2 separate regions of the Capsicum annuum genome follow, and region 1 is linked to region 2. The links are chromatin contacts, called in public Hi-C maps. All regions are on one chromosome and are shown on one strand. Each heading gives the region's core, a stretch centred on a gene start, on an enhancer-like site or on the middle of the called end of the contact. The rest is flanking DNA. Distances are from core to core; before and after follow the strand shown.

What was found. A called contact is a pair of places that touch in the nucleus more often than the background predicts.
Region 1: a contact with region 2 is called in a Hi-C map of leaf, with 2.2 times the contacts expected there. The contact joins the enhancer-like site here to the promoter of LOC107862979 in region 2. A contact is called at or near these places in 2 of 5 Hi-C or Micro-C datasets (leaf and placenta).

The regions. Positions count from the first base shown.
Region 1 is chr3:234,089,329-234,093,950 of UCD10Xv1.1, reverse strand. It overlaps LOC107862975 (endonuclease MutS2), which reads left to right. Exons shown (of 19, transcript XM_047408681.1): 18 at 599-894; 19 at 1,036-1,960. The coding sequence ends at 1,193. Among protein-coding and RNA genes, the nearest start is that of LOC107866083, 24 kb to the right of the region's middle. Within about 2 kb of position 1,875, at least 4 of the 5 cell types and tissues checked have an H3K27ac peak or open chromatin away from gene starts, as enhancers often do. A contact at or near this core is called in leaf, where this site is marked.
Region 2 is chr3:233,968,479-233,972,669 of UCD10Xv1.1, reverse strand. LOC107862979 (thaumatin-like protein 1b) reads left to right here and starts at 2,159. Exons shown (of 4, transcript XM_016708711.2): 1 at 2,159-2,369; 2 at 2,634-2,957; 3 at 3,207-3,468; 4 at 3,560-3,872. The coding sequence starts at 2,363. The coding sequence ends at 3,704. It overlaps LOC107862978 (DNA-binding protein BIN4), which reads right to left. Exons shown (of 13, transcript XM_016708709.2): 13 at 4,021-4,191.

The sequences.
Region 1 (4,622 bases), core at 626-3,125, 120 kb before region 2:
TACTAATGCATCACCCGATGCCATCGGATGTATGTGGCAGTTGGCACTTAAGATGTTAATTTGACACATTGCAGTAGAGATAGTGGAAGAACAATATTTAATGATGGTTGAAAAGTTAGTTTGATTGAAAAGACATCATATCGATTTAAACTTCCTCCTTGTAAAAGGGACGACCCGGTTCATACCTACTCCGTAGGTGTCGGGGAGGGGGGGACCACTCCGGGCCTGACCTACGCGCCCTCACCCCAGCTTCGCTGGAGGGGCGTTTCGAACCCCCGACCCTGGCACACCACGGTAAGCAAGCTTACCGCTGAGCCAAGGCCATCCCTCAAACTTCCTCCTTGTAAAATAAATAAAACGTTGAAACTTCCTAACACGGAAAGAATGTCATAAAATCGAAACAAAGGTAGTAGCTTTAGCTGATTGAGATCTCTGCTGATCATTTATGATTTGAGAAGTTTGGATGACAGAAGATTTCACAGTTCATTTCCTTAAGGATTGTTTTCCCCTCGGCAGCCTTTTGCTCTTCTTTCTTGCAGTAAACTAACTATCGAAAATCTCACATCACGTGTTTTTGTTCTCTGCCTATTTGGTTTAGGCTCACTAAAGATCTCCATCACAAGTTGCTTATTGCCAGAAAAAATCTGAAAGAACACAACATCAGTCTAAGATGGAGAAAGGTACAAGAAATATCTAATGCAGCAGCAGTAGCACGATCTTCCATTCAAAGGAGTGCACGACAATATCGTGCAATTTGTAGTCAACCATCCCAGAAAATACTGGAAACTAATGGACACTCGTCAACTGTGAAGTGTGAAGCTAAAGAAGAAAGTGAAATTTCAGAAGCTACTCCTGCTGTGTCCTCTGCCAGTACATCCAGGCTGCCTGTTTCAGGTAACATAATTTCTTTTTTCTTTCTTTTATGTGATGATCACTATTTCTTGTCAATGGTTTGCTAGCATCTATTATACTTTCTTTATTTTACATGGATCAGATATCCACCATTGTTGGTAATGATCTGTTTTGCCTATGCAGCAGAGAGGAGGAAACTTCCCAATGTTGGTGATTCTGTCCGTGTTCCTTCGCTTAACAAGCAAGCTTTAGTCCTGAAAGTCGATCATTCTAGAGAAGAGCTATTAGTACAAGCTGGTAACATGAAGCTTAAGCTTAAATTAACAGATGTATTGACCTGAAAGGTGCCTGTTCCAGATAGGTTTTTCTTACCTCCATCCTGCAGTGAGAAGTGTCCTTGGGAGTCTGGGATTGGTATTTGAAACTGCTTCTCAGCACCTGCAATTGGCATGATGGAACAGTTAAACTTGCTAAATGCAAAGTAAGAATGGCCGATTGGTATATTTCCTCACTATTCCGTTTTATAATAATATAATAAAATTAGTGCAATAGACGACATATTTTATAGCCTGAGCGTGTATCCAGTTACCAGTTACCGGGGATGCATCTGATGCTATTTGACTAGTACTTTTACAACTGAGATCTAGCCTGCACATGAGGAGATGTACTCAGTTTTCAGCTGCACCATTTCACGATGTTTTGGCGTTTTAAAGGGAGGCCTTGAGGAGAAGTTTCCATCAGAAAATGTGCCCAATGTTAGCAAGCAACCAATAATTTTCAGTTAAAGTGCATGGTGTCACATGCAGGTAGTGTGTCAGGACAAATGAGACTTCTTTGAGGTTGCTCTGCAGGCGATGCTAAAGTTAAGGGGAACTTTTCATTGCTCCTCGTGCAGATTTACTTGCCCTTTTTTGAGCTTGCCAAATTGATTAAGTCAGACTGCTAGATCCTGGATGACAGTTTTACTATCAGTTTATTTGAACTAGGTTGCCTAGTTGCCTTGACTGGTGTGTGCTTATTAGTAACTTCGTTGTGTGCAGAAACGTATAGAATTCATACTTTACTCGTTACTAAATGAAATTGAGATCAAGCTAATTATTAGTCGCTATTCCCTATTTCCACCTTTACTATTCGAACTGCACCCTAAGGGTGTGAAGTCCTCAGATGCAGTGCTTCGGTTTTACTTCAACTTGGTGAATGTCCATATACCAAAATGCCTGATATACAACTGTCATTATTAGGGTTGATGTAGATTATACAAGTGTTGATGCCATTATATTATGTTGTTCCTTGACGTTTGTACGGCTAGAACCTCATTCTGGGACGAATCTCGATTAATGTATTGGTAATATAAAAACTAGCATTTCTAGAAGAAGCCACAAATGGTAAGTCACCATGAAGAGCAAGCCTATTGGTACCAACGCATAATCCAGAATGTCTTTTTTCATTTTGAAATAGGGTGACGATTTGCAAATGACTATCTCTAAGTTAATTTAAGGTTCAAAACTCCAAATGTATAAGTAGTGTAAAACAATCTGTAAATTCTACTGTTTCCCGTCACAGAGCGTGGGAGAACAATTCATTCATTTTGTAACATAAAATAAGTGTCAATAATTCATTTATATCGGACTTGAGGGAGTAATAAGCAAGCAATAATATTCAGTCGTTGAATGTATAGGGAACTATTGGTAGTTTCTCATTCAGTCCTACTTTGTCCCAAAAAACAAAAGCTTATATAATATTTGTCAATCAGTTTTGTAATCCTTTATAAATTTATTTTAGCTATACTTTCCATCTTCTTAAATGAAATCGATGTCGATCTACCTAAACTAATTACTAGTCGCTATTCTCTATTTCCACCTTCATAATACTCCTATTCAAGCTGACAATGCTATTAATATATAAAGATTTTCATTGGATGCTATAATGTGTATAAAGATTTTGTTTTTATTTCCTCCTCTATTTAAGTGTCAAATTTAAGCTTACTTATAGGTGGTTCACATGCATTGCATCGGTTTTATTAATGTAACTAGGTTCCTCATGAATAGTGCTGACAAAATAATTAAAAATTAGAGTATAATAGTTCAACCAGTTCAAAAAATAAATAACTTTGCGAGTCGAAAAATGAGAAAATCAAATTCCAACAACATCAACTTTTACAAAAGTTTTTATATATAGTCATTGACGAATACATGATCATTCATTTTCAAAGTAAGAATACTAATTTAATTCTAGTAGTAATGACAAAATTAACAAGCAGAAGCCATGGATAAATACTCATAATGTTCGTCACTCAAAACTCATATTATATCAGTATTAAATAAGAGTGAATGGACTTTATATATTTTATCTTTTGTCTAACCAATTTTCAATCAACACATCCACGATCTGACTTGCTAATTAATTGCCAATGTCGTCGTGCCAGCCAAAGCAAGTTACTCCCCTCGATTTATTTTTGTTAACTAGTTCTTGAAAGTTTTTATAATATATATATACACACACACTCATATATCTCTAATCTATATCTATAATATATAATCTATATCTATATCTATATCTATATCTATATATCTATAATCTATATCTATATCTATAATATATTAAAAGTGTGAATGCCTTAAAAATATTGTTTGAACTTTTTGTCATTCATTAAAAGTCTTTACTCTATACAAAATCGTCTTTTCAATATTTTTTTTAATATTTAAGAGTTGAAAATTAACTAAATATATTTATGATAAAATATTTCCTTATTAGAAGTCACCAGAATTAATGACAACTAATACTCTTTGCAATAGTTTAAGAATTCTAAATCAGCTAAATTTGATTTTAAGAGGATTTGAAAACTAATACTTTTTGCAATAGTTTGAGAATTCTAAATCAACTAAATTTGATTTTAAGAGGATTTAAAAAATCTAGAAATAAATATAAAATTGTTAGAATAAGAAAAATTTAAGAAGTACCATTACTGAAAAACACCCTAGAGAGATGGATCATACACGGATCAAATACATGCTTCTGGAGTTCTGGTTCGTATTCTCTTCTGAGTAAATTATTATGAGTTTAACTTAATATACACTATTATTCTAATTCCTATCATGTATATGTAATTATATGTCGACTTAATATGATAGAGTAAGAAACATGATTAGTGTCCTTGCAATATTAAGATTGGATTGATTATGATTTTTAATTTGTTTATGATTTTAGACATTATTTTACCATGAATAGAAAGTTGTATTCATTGCGGATAGAGAGCATGGTATATTTTTAAAACTTTTACAGTTCATTAAATTTTTTTGCAATGAATAAAATAATTTAATTTTAAATAATCAAACGTTACATGTGCGAGGCAATATATATATATATATATATTAATTTTTTGTCTCATGGACAAAAGATGATGTTAAACAATGACGCCTACTCATGGGTCTTAAAGATCTGACGATCATGACAGGTGCCAACAGAAAGGACCATCTAAGAGATAATTAGGCGGCAGGGCCGACCATATGCTAATGATGCAATTAATTAAATAAAGTAGATGGCGGTGCCAACCATAAGTGATAAGTACAATAAAAAGATAAGTTAATAAAGTAATGAAAAAGACATATACATAAAAGTGTGAAGGGTGTTAAAATATTGTTTGGACTTTTTGTCATTCAATAAAAGTCTTTACTTTAGACAAAATTGTTCTTTCATTATTTTTTTGTAATATTTAAAAGTTGAAAATTAATTAAATATATTTATGGTAAAATCTTTCCTTATTAGAAATC
Region 2 (4,191 bases), core at 910-3,409:
ATTCTTTTAAATTCATTAGAAAGTCTGGACTTATGTAAAATATTCCTCCATTATTAGTCATATCTACTTCAGTTAATCCTATTATTGATTTTTTAATGTCTGACCATCTATCATCATATATGGTTATCAATACTTTGGATCCTAAATTTTTTCTAGTTAATCCTTTTATTCCTATAACTATTAAACCCATATGCATTAATACCATTCTATTTTTTAAATGTTTTAGAGAGTGAGCATTTACTAAATCTAATATTTTAAAGTCTTCTCCTATGGCAGATATTTGTTCTTCTCTATAATGTCTATATAACTGGTTATCTGTCGAAAAATATCCTGCATTATATAGTGTCTTAGGATTTAGTAATTTTAATTGATGTTGTTGAAAAATTTGTAGGTCTTTGTCTACATCTATTATCTCGTTGAGTTCTTGATTCTGTTCTGCATTAGGTTGTCGTCTGCATATTCTTGCTAATATATTATTATTTCCTATTCTATTTTCTGAAAAACTTATTCTTTGTCTTTCTTCTCCTTGTCCTGTATTATTTTCGATGGCTCTCCGTCTATTTAATAGAAAGTCCATTTTTGTGGTTTTCGTATTATGTTTTTTCGTTCTTGTTTAGGAGTTAATTCAATTCTTTTTAATTGGTTAACTAGTTCGTCTATTTCTAGGTTATTTTTTGGTTGGGTTTCTTTATTTATTAAGATGTCTATTTTCTTGTGTAGTTCGGGTAACTCTGGCTCTTTGTGGAGAGGTTTTTGAGTTTCTTTGCCTTTTATTAAGATGTCTATCTTTTTGTGTAAATCTAATAGTAATTCTATTATAGTGTTATTTTGTTTTAGTAGGATTTTATCTGTTTGACTTGAAGGTATATGCCTAGATAGTCCTTCAGGGTCACTATGATAATTTTTTGATTTTTCTAGTGCTTTATTGTAATTTATATCTTATTCGCTCATGAAAGTGATATTTCTTCTAATCTTTTTGTTATTTCTTGTAAGTCTTTGATTTCCGTTGTTATGTTTTCTACCTGTTCTACAAGCTTAGATATTAGTTGAGTTGTTTTAATTCCAATTCTTTAGGTTTTTCTATTATAGTTGCTATTAGTTTTTCGATTTCAAATTTTGTAGGTATTTTTTTCAAATTAAACTTATGGTTTAAATACTGAATTTTTCTGTCGATTTCTACTTCTTGAGACTTAAGATAATCTAAATTTTGTTCTATCTTATCTAGTGTCTTTTTATATTTATTCTGAGTAACTTCTATGTGGTCTAGAGTTCTTATTATACTATTATCTTTTTCCTGAATTTTTTCGCTTAAATTTATTAGAAAGTCTATTATTGTATTATATTGTTTATCTTCCGAATGTAAAATATGTTCTCCTTGATTAAAATTACACCTTATGGTAGAATTATTTTTTAATATTCTGTATTTCTTTTCAGGTTGGAATCTGAGATCTAGGTAATCGAGATGTTTTAATGAAGCTATCTTGTTTATCCTAAGTGGTTTAAGTTAAGATATTTTTTGCTTAGCTTAGTTTGATATTTTAATCTACTGTTTGTATAGGTTATATCCAAATCTATTTCCTGTATATGTTCTATTAGCCTAGATTGGTCGCTAATTAAAGCTGTTTTATAATAATTTGATGCTATGGTAACTATTTCGTCTGTTTCTTTAAAATTTAAAATATCTTTTTCTATATTTCTTATTTCTTTATTTAACAGCTCTGATCTTTCTACAAATTGTTTTCGGATTTTTACAAGTTGATGTTTATATATAAATTCTCTGTAATATTGACTTTGAATTTCTCGGATAAACTCAATATATCTAATTGGCATTTATTATCCTAACTGATAAGCTTTTCTGTTAATGCGTTCTCTAAGCCACTTTATGGCTGAAGTACTATTTTCTAAGTCTCTCTCACAACCTTGTATCTCCCAATTTACTGCACTTAATAAGTCGTTATAATAAACTTTATATTTTCTATTAACTTTTAGTAGCCTTTTTTGACCTCCTTCTAAATTACGTTTTTTAGTTAATATGTTGTTTCTTTTTCTAATTTCATATATATATATATATATATATATATATATATATATATATATATATTATGGGAATCTAGATACCCTTTTCATAAGGTCTTAACCTTTTTACGCACTACAAACAAAACTGATTCATTTCCAAGATAAATAAAAAACCTAGGTATGGTTTCTATAGACATGTATCCTTGAAATTGCTAAAGAAAGGAATTGCCTCTTTATTGGGAAATGCTAAATCCAGAGGTAGGGTGTTGCAGCTGATGAATTAGCTAAACAACTTACCACTTTGGATTTTGTATCAAATATATCAAATTCCTTTCCACCTACAAATATGGCAGGTTATTTCATTTTTGTGTTCTACATTTCCCCTTAACCCTAGCTCTATTTTCCAGAAGGATAGGAGAAAGACATTAGCCATAAAGTAAAGGACCATAATAATATGCTCAGTATAACATCCTGGAAAGAGCTTACAATTTCGTTGCTTTTTGGCGCGTTGTTTTCTCATTCTTTTGTCAGCAGTTTCACCATTACTAACAATTGCCCGTATACAATATGGCCTGGAACATTGTCTGGTTCCTCATCTCCTCAACTTTCCACGACAGGTTTTCAATTGAATGCTGGCCAAAGTGTCAGGATTCCAAGTGTTGCGGGATGGTCAGGTCGTATTTGGGCAAGAACTGGCTGCACTTTTGATGCGTCTGGTGTTGGCTCTTGTCAAACAGGTGACTGTGGTGGTAGGCTTGAATGTGATGGCCTTGGTGCCACACCACCTGCCTCTCTCTTCGAGATAACTCTAGGGACGGGAGACACCAAAGATTTCTACGATGTCAGCATCGTTGATGGTTATAATCTGCCAATCGTTGCAACACCACAGGGAGTCCATGGTGGATGCAATGCCACTGGTTGTGTTTCCAATATTAACATGGGTAAGCCCCCTATGTAGTTGCTTCCTTCCACCAAGCAAAAGCACTGATACGTATGCGCATGCGCCACTACGCTGAGGCAAATGTGAATAAATCACCAAGCTTCTGTCTCCACTAGAATTTGAACCCTTAATTTTCCATGATTTTTATCCAGCTCATTGACTGCCCGACCATAGTACCATAACATCAGATGCAAATAAGCTTAGAAGCATGAATCAGATAACTAACCGATATTTTTCCAAAAATCTACAGGTTGTCCGAAAGAACTTCAAGTAGTGGGGGGAGATGGAGGAGGAAATGTAGTAGCATGCAAGAGTGCATGTGAGGCCTTTGGTTTAGACCAATATTGCTGTGCAGGAGAGTTTGCCAATCCAACAACTTGTCGTCCATCATTCTATTCCAGCATCTTTAAAAGAGCTTGTCCAAGGGCTTATAGCTATGCATATGATGATGGCACCAGCACCTTTACGTGCAAGGCTTCCGACTACAGAGTCATCTTCTGCCCCATGAATGGGTAATGTGTATAAAGCATATCTCATTATCCAAACACTAGATCTTATGTTTTCAATTTTCCCCTATACTACCACTATTGGAATGTGAAACAGGATGAAGAGACCCAACAGTGGAGAAACAACTCTACCTATTGAAGAAAGTAGAATGGAGAAGTTCCCAGGGATGGTCTCATCGTCAAACATTCTCCTTCCCTTCCCCGTGCTGATTACACTGCTATTTCAGTTTGTATCTCTATAAATAAGTTAAAAACAGCATAAATCAGGATATGATTTGGCGTACAACAAGAGAACTGAGTAGAATTTGACTGGATATATGACAAAGTTAAGGAATGTTATCTCGAGAAATAGCTGGGCATTCCTGAGGAAACTTATAGCAAAACCAATACAAATGGCAACTTATTTACAATATCTGACAGTATCTTGTACTACAACATTGTGCCTCTTTATTTGATTTATTTAGTATCACATTCTGCACACTAACAAAAGTATAGAAAATCAGATGATTCGTTGAATAAAAACAAACAAAGCTCTAAATTCACCCGCATCAGGACAAATACAAAGGAAAAGTATATCACATTCAGAGATTGAAGCTCCCCAGAGGATAGAACTTTTATGGTAATACAACAACAACAACAACATACGCAGTGATGGTAATATGGAGGATCATCATGCGAAAATCTTTCAAATAATGCATATTGTGTGGCCCCTAGCAATTATCTAGTTTC